Linked DNA regions of Anas platyrhynchos: region 1 is linked to region 2. Evidence: chromatin contacts called from public Hi-C data. All regions are on one chromosome and are shown on one strand. Each heading gives the region's core, a stretch centred on a gene start, on an enhancer-like site or on the middle of the called end of the contact. The rest is flanking DNA. Distances are from core to core; before and after follow the strand shown.

What was found. Hi-C and Micro-C count contacts between places; a contact is called where the count stands out from the background.
Region 1: a Hi-C map of subcutaneous adipose tissue shows a contact between it and region 2, with 3 times the contacts expected there. The contact joins two enhancer-like sites. A contact is called at or near these places in 4 of 8 Hi-C or Micro-C datasets (liver, skeletal muscle and subcutaneous adipose tissue).

What each region holds. Positions count from the first base shown.
Region 1 is chr14:11,742,605-11,747,338 of IASCAAS_PekinDuck_T2T, forward strand. No RefSeq gene overlaps it. Among named protein-coding and RNA genes, the nearest start is that of PURA, 11 kb to the left of the region's middle. Within about 2 kb of position 2,772, at least 1 of the 8 cell types and tissues checked has an H3K27ac peak or open chromatin away from gene starts, as enhancers often do.
Region 2 is chr14:11,660,916-11,665,360 of IASCAAS_PekinDuck_T2T, forward strand. It overlaps PFDN1 (prefoldin subunit 1), which reads left to right. Exons shown (of 4, transcript XM_027468158.3): 4 at 3,249-3,468. The coding sequence ends at 3,332. Among named protein-coding and RNA genes, the nearest start is that of CYSTM1, 23 kb to the right of the region's middle. Within about 2 kb of position 3,161, at least 2 of the 8 cell types and tissues checked have an H3K27ac peak or open chromatin away from gene starts, as enhancers often do.

The DNA of each region.
Region 1 (4,734 bases), core at 1,522-4,021, 81 kb after region 2:
TGGTATGGAATATCCTTTTGTTCAGTTGGGGTCCGCTCTCCTGGTTCTGTCCCCTCCCAGCTTCTTGTTTACCCCCAGCCTCCTTGCTGGCAGGGCAGCATGAGAAGCTCAAAAGTCCTTGTCTTTGTGTAAGCACTGCTCTGCAACAACGAAAACATTGGTGTGTTATCAACACTATTTTCATCATAAATCATAAACACAGCATCATATGAGCTTCTACAAATAGAATTAACTCTATCCCTGCTAAAAGCAGGACGGGTTTCCTGCAGTGTGTGCTAAGGCAGGGCTGCAGTGAACGTGCCTAATTGGACCATAATCTGGAACTGAATCAGATTTCAGCAGTTGCTCCCTACCAGGATGAGGATCTGGCATCCAGCACCAGCAAGCACCTGAAGCGTCAGATGTGCCTGTAGATTTTGTGGTGTGCTCAGTTGGGAGCTCTTACAATGCTGAGCTGTGAGCCCAATTCTTTGTGCCAGAGGACGGAGAGGGATGAGTTCCCTGTTACTTTGGAGAAGACATCAGAGCTGTGGGAATGCAGGGTAGGACACTGCATGAAACAAAAACACCACACCACAAGGACTTAAAGACCTGCCCACCCTCAAAAAAAATGCAAGGAAGCATCAAACATAATCCCATAGCATGTGCTTTAAGCCAGATACTGCAGATCAGCTAAGCAGGACTAAAAGACTCCTTCACAGAGTGGATGAAATCCACTCTTCTGTTTAGCATAAAATATTTGTGGATTATAAGAACATATTGACAAGGTAGCAGAGGCATGGATCTTGAGGTAGGATGCTCAACCAACTGTTCCTTCCAACTTTAAGAGGATGTGGCAAGTCCTCTGTTCCCAAGCAGGCTGGCTGCTACCAGTATGGCACATTGCTGCGTCCCCATCTTCTGTGAGATGTTGTTTACGTAGCTCTGAAAGGAAACCTCCAATACTCACACCACAAAGAGCAAACTCCAATTGTGCAGATCAACATATACAGAACAAACAAGTGCGTAGATTCCTTACTGGATTGAGAGTAATTGATGCTGTTGAGCTCACATGTCCCTATTTAAAATGGAACCTCTTGTTGCATTCAGCTAATTACTACCCCTTGCACCCTGCACCCATCTGCTGATGCTACAGGCTGTGACTTTGAATCTTTGATCCTTGCAGAGGTAAACTGCAACCAGCACTGGCAAATGGGCGTGTTCAACGCTTGTTCTAGCACTGTAGGTTAGTAGCTCCACTCATCGCAGAAGTTCAGGACCTGCCTTTTGTGTTGCAAGGATATATATGTGTGTGTGAATGCAGCCCTTCAGACACACAGCTGATATCCAAAGCAGTAATTTGAAAGGGTTCTAGTTAAAACCAGGAATACAGTTGTACCTACCTGGAGGAGAGCAGAGGCAGTGGAGCTGTGCACGCGTCATTAAACACTGTTGTGGTTTAAAAAACAATGCGCAGCTCAACTACAGCACACTGCTCTCTCACTTGCCCTCCTCAGAAGGAGAAAATATGATGAAAAAAAAAGCTCATAGGTTTAGCTAAGGACAGAGAGATCACTCACCAATTACTGTCATGGGCAAAACAGACTCAGCATAAGGGAGATTAATGTAATTATTGCCTACTATTAACAGACAAGAGCAGTGAGAAATAAAAGCAAACTAAAACTACCTCCCCCCCATCCATCCTCTTCTACTTCCTCCCTCTGAGTGGCACAGTGAATGAGGAATGGGGGTTGTGATCAGTCCACAACGCTTCACTATGTGCTACTCTCATGGTCACTCTCTTCCCCTGCCCTGGCATGGGGTCCCTCCCACAGGATACAGTCATTCTCAAATACCAGTTTGGGCTTCACACAGACAGCAGCTGTTCAAGCACTGCTCCAACATGGGTCCATACCTTGGGGTCCATCCCCCAGGAGCAAACTGCTCCAGCACGGGACCCCCATGGGTGGCAGCTCCCCCCAGGTCCCCTGCTCCTGTGTGGGCTCTTCTCCATGGGCTGCAGCTCTGGCCTGGGGCCTGCTCCTGCAGGGGCTCTCCATGGGCTGCAGCCTCCTCCAGGCCACATCCACCTGCTCCACCGGGGGCTCCTCCACCCATGGGGGGGCTGCAGCGTGGAGATCTGCTCCATGGGGGACCCATGGGCTGCAGGGGAACAGCCTGCTCCACCAGGGGCCTCTCCACAGGCTGCAGGGGAACTGCTGCTCTGTGCCTGGAGAGCCTCTTGCCCTCTTTCACAGATTTTGGTGGATGCAAGCCTGTTTCTTATTCCAATCTCTCCCAGCTGCTGTGGCACGGCATTTTTTCCCTTTCTTAAATCAACTCTCCCAGAGGTACAACCGGACACGCTCATGACTCAGCACTGGCCAGTGCTGAGTCCTTTTTGCAGCCAGCTGGAGCCCCAGTATCTGGGCTCTTCTCACAGCACCCCCACCCCTGCAGACTCCCTACTACCAAAACCTTGTCATGCAAGCCCAATACAACACCCCCCCCCCCCCCCCCCCAAATTCCCAATTTCCAAAATTTCCAAAGTGGAAAAAGACTTGTCCTGGAAGTTCTCATTGATGCCCACCCAGAGAGGAACAGAAAGGACACAAAGGCGTTTCTGCAGCTCCTCATGGCCGGACTGCACCATGGAGCTGAGGGAAGCCCTGGGGTGCCAGAGGTGCCTGGTCTGGAGCCACACAGGGAGGAGCCCATTTCTGTCCCCAGAGCAATGCTGGACCCAGTGCCACAAGGAAGCTAGCTCCTCATTGTGGCTGCAGGAGACAGAGACAAATCAGTGGGTAGGAGCTGAAGCAATTGTGTCTCTTGGCATTTTTCAGCCTTGATGCCCAATTGTTTCTGTTTCTTGAATTAAGCTTGAAGTCAAGAAGACTTTCTACAACTCCTGGAGCTGGATCTGAGTTTTCACACTAGCCCTGGGCTCAGTCTTGATCTCTCTGAGATAGGTGGTTTGTCCCATGAGCTTGACCTTTCCCCAGAAGTCTGGACCCTCAAGTGGACATGGACCTCTGGGTGCCCTGCAAGCCTCCAGGCTGTGCACAGATTCAAGAAGGGCATCTGCTGCTCCACCCAGTGCTACTGGAGCTCACTCTGATGGTGTTTGGCAGCCACCAGGAAAGGAATTTGGTTGGATCTCCTGAGATGCAAGCACTTGGTTGACTGTAAACAAACCTATTTAAGTAGTTGCCCCTCTGCCTAGCAGGCAGTTTGGAGAACATGGGAACTTTGGCCCTAAGGAATTTGTAGCTTGTAACTTCTGGACTACCTGTCATATAATCACGTATGTGAGAACAATGAAGGCATCTCATTATAGGCTGTTCACAGCAACTGTGGTAGCAAACAAAGCCTTTTTGGAGGATATTCAGAGATGATCCCTAAATATGATTTGATGGAGTGGGGGAAACAGAATAAGGGTTTGAAGCCATCCCTCATGTATTGCAACACTAATGACTGCTGACTTGTCCTTCAGTGGTGCTGCCCACACCTGGGAGGAGGTCCTCTGTCCCCAGACTCTGTCTTTGCTGCGGGCATAAATCCGCTCTTTGAACCATGCTCCAGTGCCTTTCCTGGGTAGAATTCACAGTTTTTTTTTCAATGAGAAGGAGGACCTGAAGCACAGACCAACCTTGTTGATAGATGGAAATACGGTTTAGGGCCGGTCCTCTTCAATGTTTTTATAAATTATTTGGATGTAGGTGTTTTAAGCAAATTTGCTGATGACACCAAACTTGGAGGAGTTGTGGACTCTGTTGAGGGTGGAAAGGTCTTACAGAGAGAGCTGGACAGATTGGAAAGCTGGGCAATCACCAACCACATGAAGTTTAACAAGAGCAAGTGCTGGATTCTGCACCTGGGAAGGGGCAACCCTAGCCATACATACAGACTGGGCGATGAGACGCTGGAGAGCAGCCCCCACAGAGAAGGATCTGGGGGTTGTGGTTGACAGCAAGCTGAATATGAGCCAGCAGTGTGCCCTAGCAGCCAGGAGGGCCAACTATACCCTGGGGTGCATCAAGCATGGCATCGCTAGTCGGTCAAAGGAAGTGATTGTCCCACTCTACTCTGCGCTGGTGTGGCCTCACCTTGAGTACTGTGTGCAGTTCTGGGCACCACAGTACAAGAAGGATGTAAAACTGCTGGAGAGCCTCCAGAGGAGGGCAACAAAGATGGTGAAGGGCCTAGAGGGGAAGACATATGAGGAGAGGCTGAGGTCACTGGGCCTGTTCAGCCTGGAAAAGAGGAGGCTGAGGGGAGACCTCGTTGCAGTCTACAGCTTCCTCACGACTCACGAGGGAGAGTGGAGGGGTAGGTGCTGATCTGTTCTCTTAAGTCACCAGTGATAGGACCCGAAGGAATGGTGTCAAGCTGAGGCAGGGGAGGTTTAGGCTAGACATCAAGAAGAGGTTCTTCACTGAGTGGGTGGTCGCACACTGGAACAGGCTCCCCAGGGATGTAGTCACTGCACCAAGTTTGTCAGAGTTTAAGAAGTGATTGGACTGTGCACGTAATCACATGGTCTGAAATTTTGGGTAGACCTGTGCGGTGCCAGGAGTTGGACTTAATGATCCTTATCGGTCCCTTCCAACTCGGGATATTCTATGATTCTATGGGGTGGAAAGAATACCTCCTTTCATTGTTATCAAGTGACTTACCATGGGGAGCACTAAGAAATGTTGCATTGTAGGAGGAATGTGGCAGTCACTTCATTTTTTTTAATTGTAATTCCTTTAA
Region 2 (4,445 bases), core at 1,911-4,410:
GCACTGATGGGATGGAAGGGGCTGTGCTGGGGGGTGCAGGTTCGGTGCTGCCTGTGCTCCCCACAGCCCTCTTCCCCCAGCTCCCTCCTCGTTTCCTTGTCCCTGGTGTGGCTGCTCAGCCTGCTCTGCTTTGCCCTGCGCTGCTCCCTCTCAGCTGGCCCCAGCTCGAAGAGGTTTGGTGCCATGGCCTCTGAAGGGATGAGTCTGCCTGGAGACTGCTTTTGGGAGAAAGGAGTAAAAGCATCAGGACCGGTGCAGATCCTCTTTCCCCATCATTTTCTGCTAGAAACTGCGTAACCAAGGAGAGGGATTGAGGGAAAATGCAAATTTCCAAAATCCTGCCCAGCCCGTGCCTGCAGGTGATGCTTACCCAATAAAGTGTCCCCTTGCCATGCCCCGTGTAGCTCTAACACCCCTGCTCCCCCATTTCACCCCACAAGTGGTGAGGGCAAAACACAACAAGCACAGGAGCGTGTGATGTAGGTCTGTGTACGTTCCCCATGGCACCCATGGGCACTTCTGCAGTGTGTTGGGCCGGATTGATACTCAAACCACTCGTACATGGGGAGGTGGAGCTCAAAGACTCTCCAGCGCAGTTCCCTAGCCGTGGATGTTTGCAGTCCCCCTGTGTCAGGATCCCCAAACCATTATTTGAAGCCTCTCAGGTCCTGTCTGTGTGCGGATGCTGCCTCGTGGCCAGCCCTGGGCTGTCTGCAGGAGCCAGGCTGCCAGCAGAGGGATCTCTTCAAATGTCTCTTTCCTGGTGGGCATAGGTGGAGAATGGAGTGGATAAAGGGTCTGTTTTGTAGAATAATATAAAAAAATGTTTTGAATGCATAGAAATTGGCTGTGCTGGAGCTGCTCTCCTCCTATAGCCAGCAGAGTCAGGAGGCTGCAACTCTGGGAGCTTCCTCTCAGCGCAGACCCATTCAGCTTCTCTCTGACCTCTCTCCCCTCCCAGCCTTCACATTCAGTTCCCCAGATGTGAAATCCATCCACGTCTTCCAGGAGCAGCAGGAGAACACAGAAGTCCTGCCCTGCCAGGGTGTCAGCGCCGTGCTGGGAAGTCATTAGCAGTGGTAACCCACAGGGTGCTTCCTCTCCACCAGTTTCCTGAAAAGCAGCTCCGAAAAGCACCAGGGATCCCGGGTGTCAGGGGGCTGTGGGCAAGAAAGATGAACCATGGCCATGGCCTTGGCTTTTGTTAACAACCTTTGCTATTTAAATAAAAGTCCTTCAGTAGTTGGAAAAGGGACTGGGAGGGGTGTCCTTGCAGCGTGGGAATTTGTCAGGTGCACGGAGGTGTCGCTGTAGGGTCAGCTGTGAGGGGATGGATGCAGAGTGACGGCAGCAGGGCCCTATCACGTGCTTGTGGGTTTCCCTTCTGCATTCTGCATCCCAGCTCTGTGTTTGTGCAAGAACCATTCAGGAAGCTGCCAGGGGAGCATTGACTTTGGCATTTTTTGCAATCTGGCAAAAATGGGGCTCACACCCAACTCCCTCCCTTTGCCCACAGCCATTGGGAGGGTGCTGCTCAGCGTGTGCTTTTGGTGGCAATGTGTGCCGTTTCCACATCACCCCTGAGTGGCAGAGTGCTGGTCTGCTTCAGCAAGGCAGTGGCTGGGGGTGAGCACCCCGGAGCAGCGTTTTAGCCCTTTTGTTCTCCCCCTCTGCAGTTTCCCATGCATGGCTGGGCAGTGCTGAGGACCTCCCATGTCCCCTGTAGCTGTTCTCGGCTTTCAGAGAATCATTCAGATTGGGAAAGAGCTCTGAGATCATCTGGTCCAACCTTTAACCCAGTACTGACAAGTCCACCACTGAGCCATGCCACCAAGTCCTACATCTCCACGTTTCTTGAAGACCTCCAGGGCTGCTGACTCAACCGCTTCCCTGAGCGGCCCCTGCCAGTGACACAAAACACTTTGAGTAAAGGAGTTTCTCCTAATACTGAACCCAAACCTCCCAGGTGCAACTTGAGGCCGTTTCCCCTCCTCTCCTCACTTGGATGAGCTTTGTTGGGTTTGGGAGGGATCATTCATATCACACCGGGTTCCTCTGCACGTGTTTAGAGGTGGTTCGGTGGAGCCTGTGACAGGATGCTCAAGGCTGAGGCTCTGTAATGTGAAAATAATCCTGCCCATGGTTATTTTCACCTTGCTCAGCCCCAGGACGGGGATGTACCAGGTGTGAAGGAGCATTTGCTTAGGCTGGGGCTGCCACCACCCCGGGGAGAGCTGTGCTGGGAGCTTCGCATCGCAGTGATCCCCGCTGGGCTTTGTGGAGGCGAGGATGGGGGCAGCGAGCCCTGCACCTGCACGCCCTGTTTGCAGGCAGCTACAGGCTGCGGAGCCCTGTGTGAGCCTCGGCAGGTGGTTGTGCAGCCCAAAAGCTGCTGGGTGACCCCTCCATGAGCCCGCCACCGGGGAGCCTGCCCCGGGCTTCCCCCAGCCCATCAGCAAGCACTGGAGTGGCGATTTCCTGGCACACAGCAGCAAAGTCCGGCAGCACATGGACAGGGCTTCTTTCTGAGGGCCTGGCATCCGTGGGAGACTGTTGTGTCTGTTGTTTGGAAACCCAGAGAAAATAGTCAAGGGAGCCAGTTGCAGATTTTTCCAGTCACCTAGGAGAACCCAGACGAGCAGGAAAAAATGCTGCATGGTGAATTCCTATCTTGGGATGCACAGCTTTGGTCTGCTTCCCTGCCAAGCCTGGACTAATTAAAGATGATTAAAGAAACACATTTTGTGATGATGGCAGGGAATTTCTGAACATGCGGCAGATAGAAAAGAGGGTCTGGTTTCTGAAAACACCCAGCTGGGAAAAAAGAGCCTTTTTTAACCTGAGTGTGAAAGGGTTCTGGTGCGGGTTGCTGATAGCATAAGCAGGCTCCAGCATATTAATTTATCTCTGGGCTCCAAACTTTACGGGGTGTGATTTCCGTTTCTTCGCTGCTACATTTGATGTCAGACACTTTGTGCAGCTCTGCTGTTGAAATAATCCCACAGCTCTGAGGAGGAGGTCTCAGAGGGAGCAGAATTCAAACTCTGTGTAAACATTGCCCAGGCAAGAGAGATTCAATATTAACACTTCCAGGATGCCTCTGGAAATGAAAACGGCTCTCGCTTTCGGGGCAGCACGCCGTGTTGTGTGCGCCCTCAGCAGGCTGCTGGGGGCTCTGCCCTGATCGCTTCCCTGTGCTGCTGGTGCCAGGCTGGACATTAACTCCCCTCTGGGTTTCTGCCTTGCAGCAGAAGAAGTCGTACCTGGAACGAAGCGTGAAGGAAGCAGAAGATAACATCAGAGAGATGCTGATGGCCCGGAGGGCGCAGTAGCTGCGTGGTTCCCGACAGGCCTGCGGCACCCTCTGGGTGATGCTGGGCAGCTCCGCCGGTGCCGCTCACCACTGCGGGTCTACGTGACGGCTGCTACTTGGCAGTGTTAATAAACTCTACCCCACAGCCTGTGTTAGCTCCTTCTCTCTGCCTCTGTGTTGCGCAGCTGCTGCCTCCCCTGCTGGAGTTTACAGTAGGTGGTAATAGGGCTCGGGGTGGGTGTCCCCGGGGAATCCTGCTTTCCTCGCACCCCGACAGACACGGGGTGCTGCTGGCTCTGGGCACCCCTCGCATCGTGTGGCTGCAGTCAAGCTCCTGACCTGTGCTGGAGCCGGCTGGCAGGATCAGGCTGTCAGGAGCTGCTCCAAATCACCTCCACCGCTGCCTTTTGGTTGCTGCCCCCTAAACCTCCCATAGCAAGTCCTGGGCCAGCCTGAATGACTTTTGTCCCTGCATCCTATGACATGTTCCTCCCTCAAGCAAGCGACTCCGTAGTCTGAGCTGTGATGCACGTCACTGGGTGTCACACCTGGATGCTGGGGCTGCAGTTTCACAGGAGCAGCCCTGGAGGAGGGCCCAGACAAGGTGCTTGGACCTTGCTTCGGTTCCTGCCTGCCACTGGGCCCGTGTGGAGCTGGGCCCAATGAACATGGTGCTGCTGCTTGCTGGTGGGCAGGATGGCTCTGCCAAGCCCTACAGCCCTAAGCAGAAGTCCAGGAGGTGAGTGCGTGATGTCTGCCCTGCTCCATGTGTCCATCTGCTGGGCCTGGGCACGGAGCAGGCTGGGTTTGGGCAGGGGAGCCCAGTGGCAAGGGTGGCCTCGCACAGAGCTGGGGCTGAGCTTCACCCTCGTGCCCAAGCCCAGTGCTGGCCTAGCCTGGCACTGGGGAAGGCTCTGCCCAGGCTTGCTGGGGCCCTGGTGAAGCCCTCACTTCTGCACCACATGCCTGATTCCCACCCCATTGCCTCAGGCAGCTCTTCAGCACTAAATTAATCCATGGCTTTATTTACTGTCACCCATCTCTTTACCCTTACCAAGCTGATGCTCTACAGCATGATGCTGGAAACACCCAAGTGGGATCAGGCCTCCTAACTGCTTGAAGCCAGGTCCAT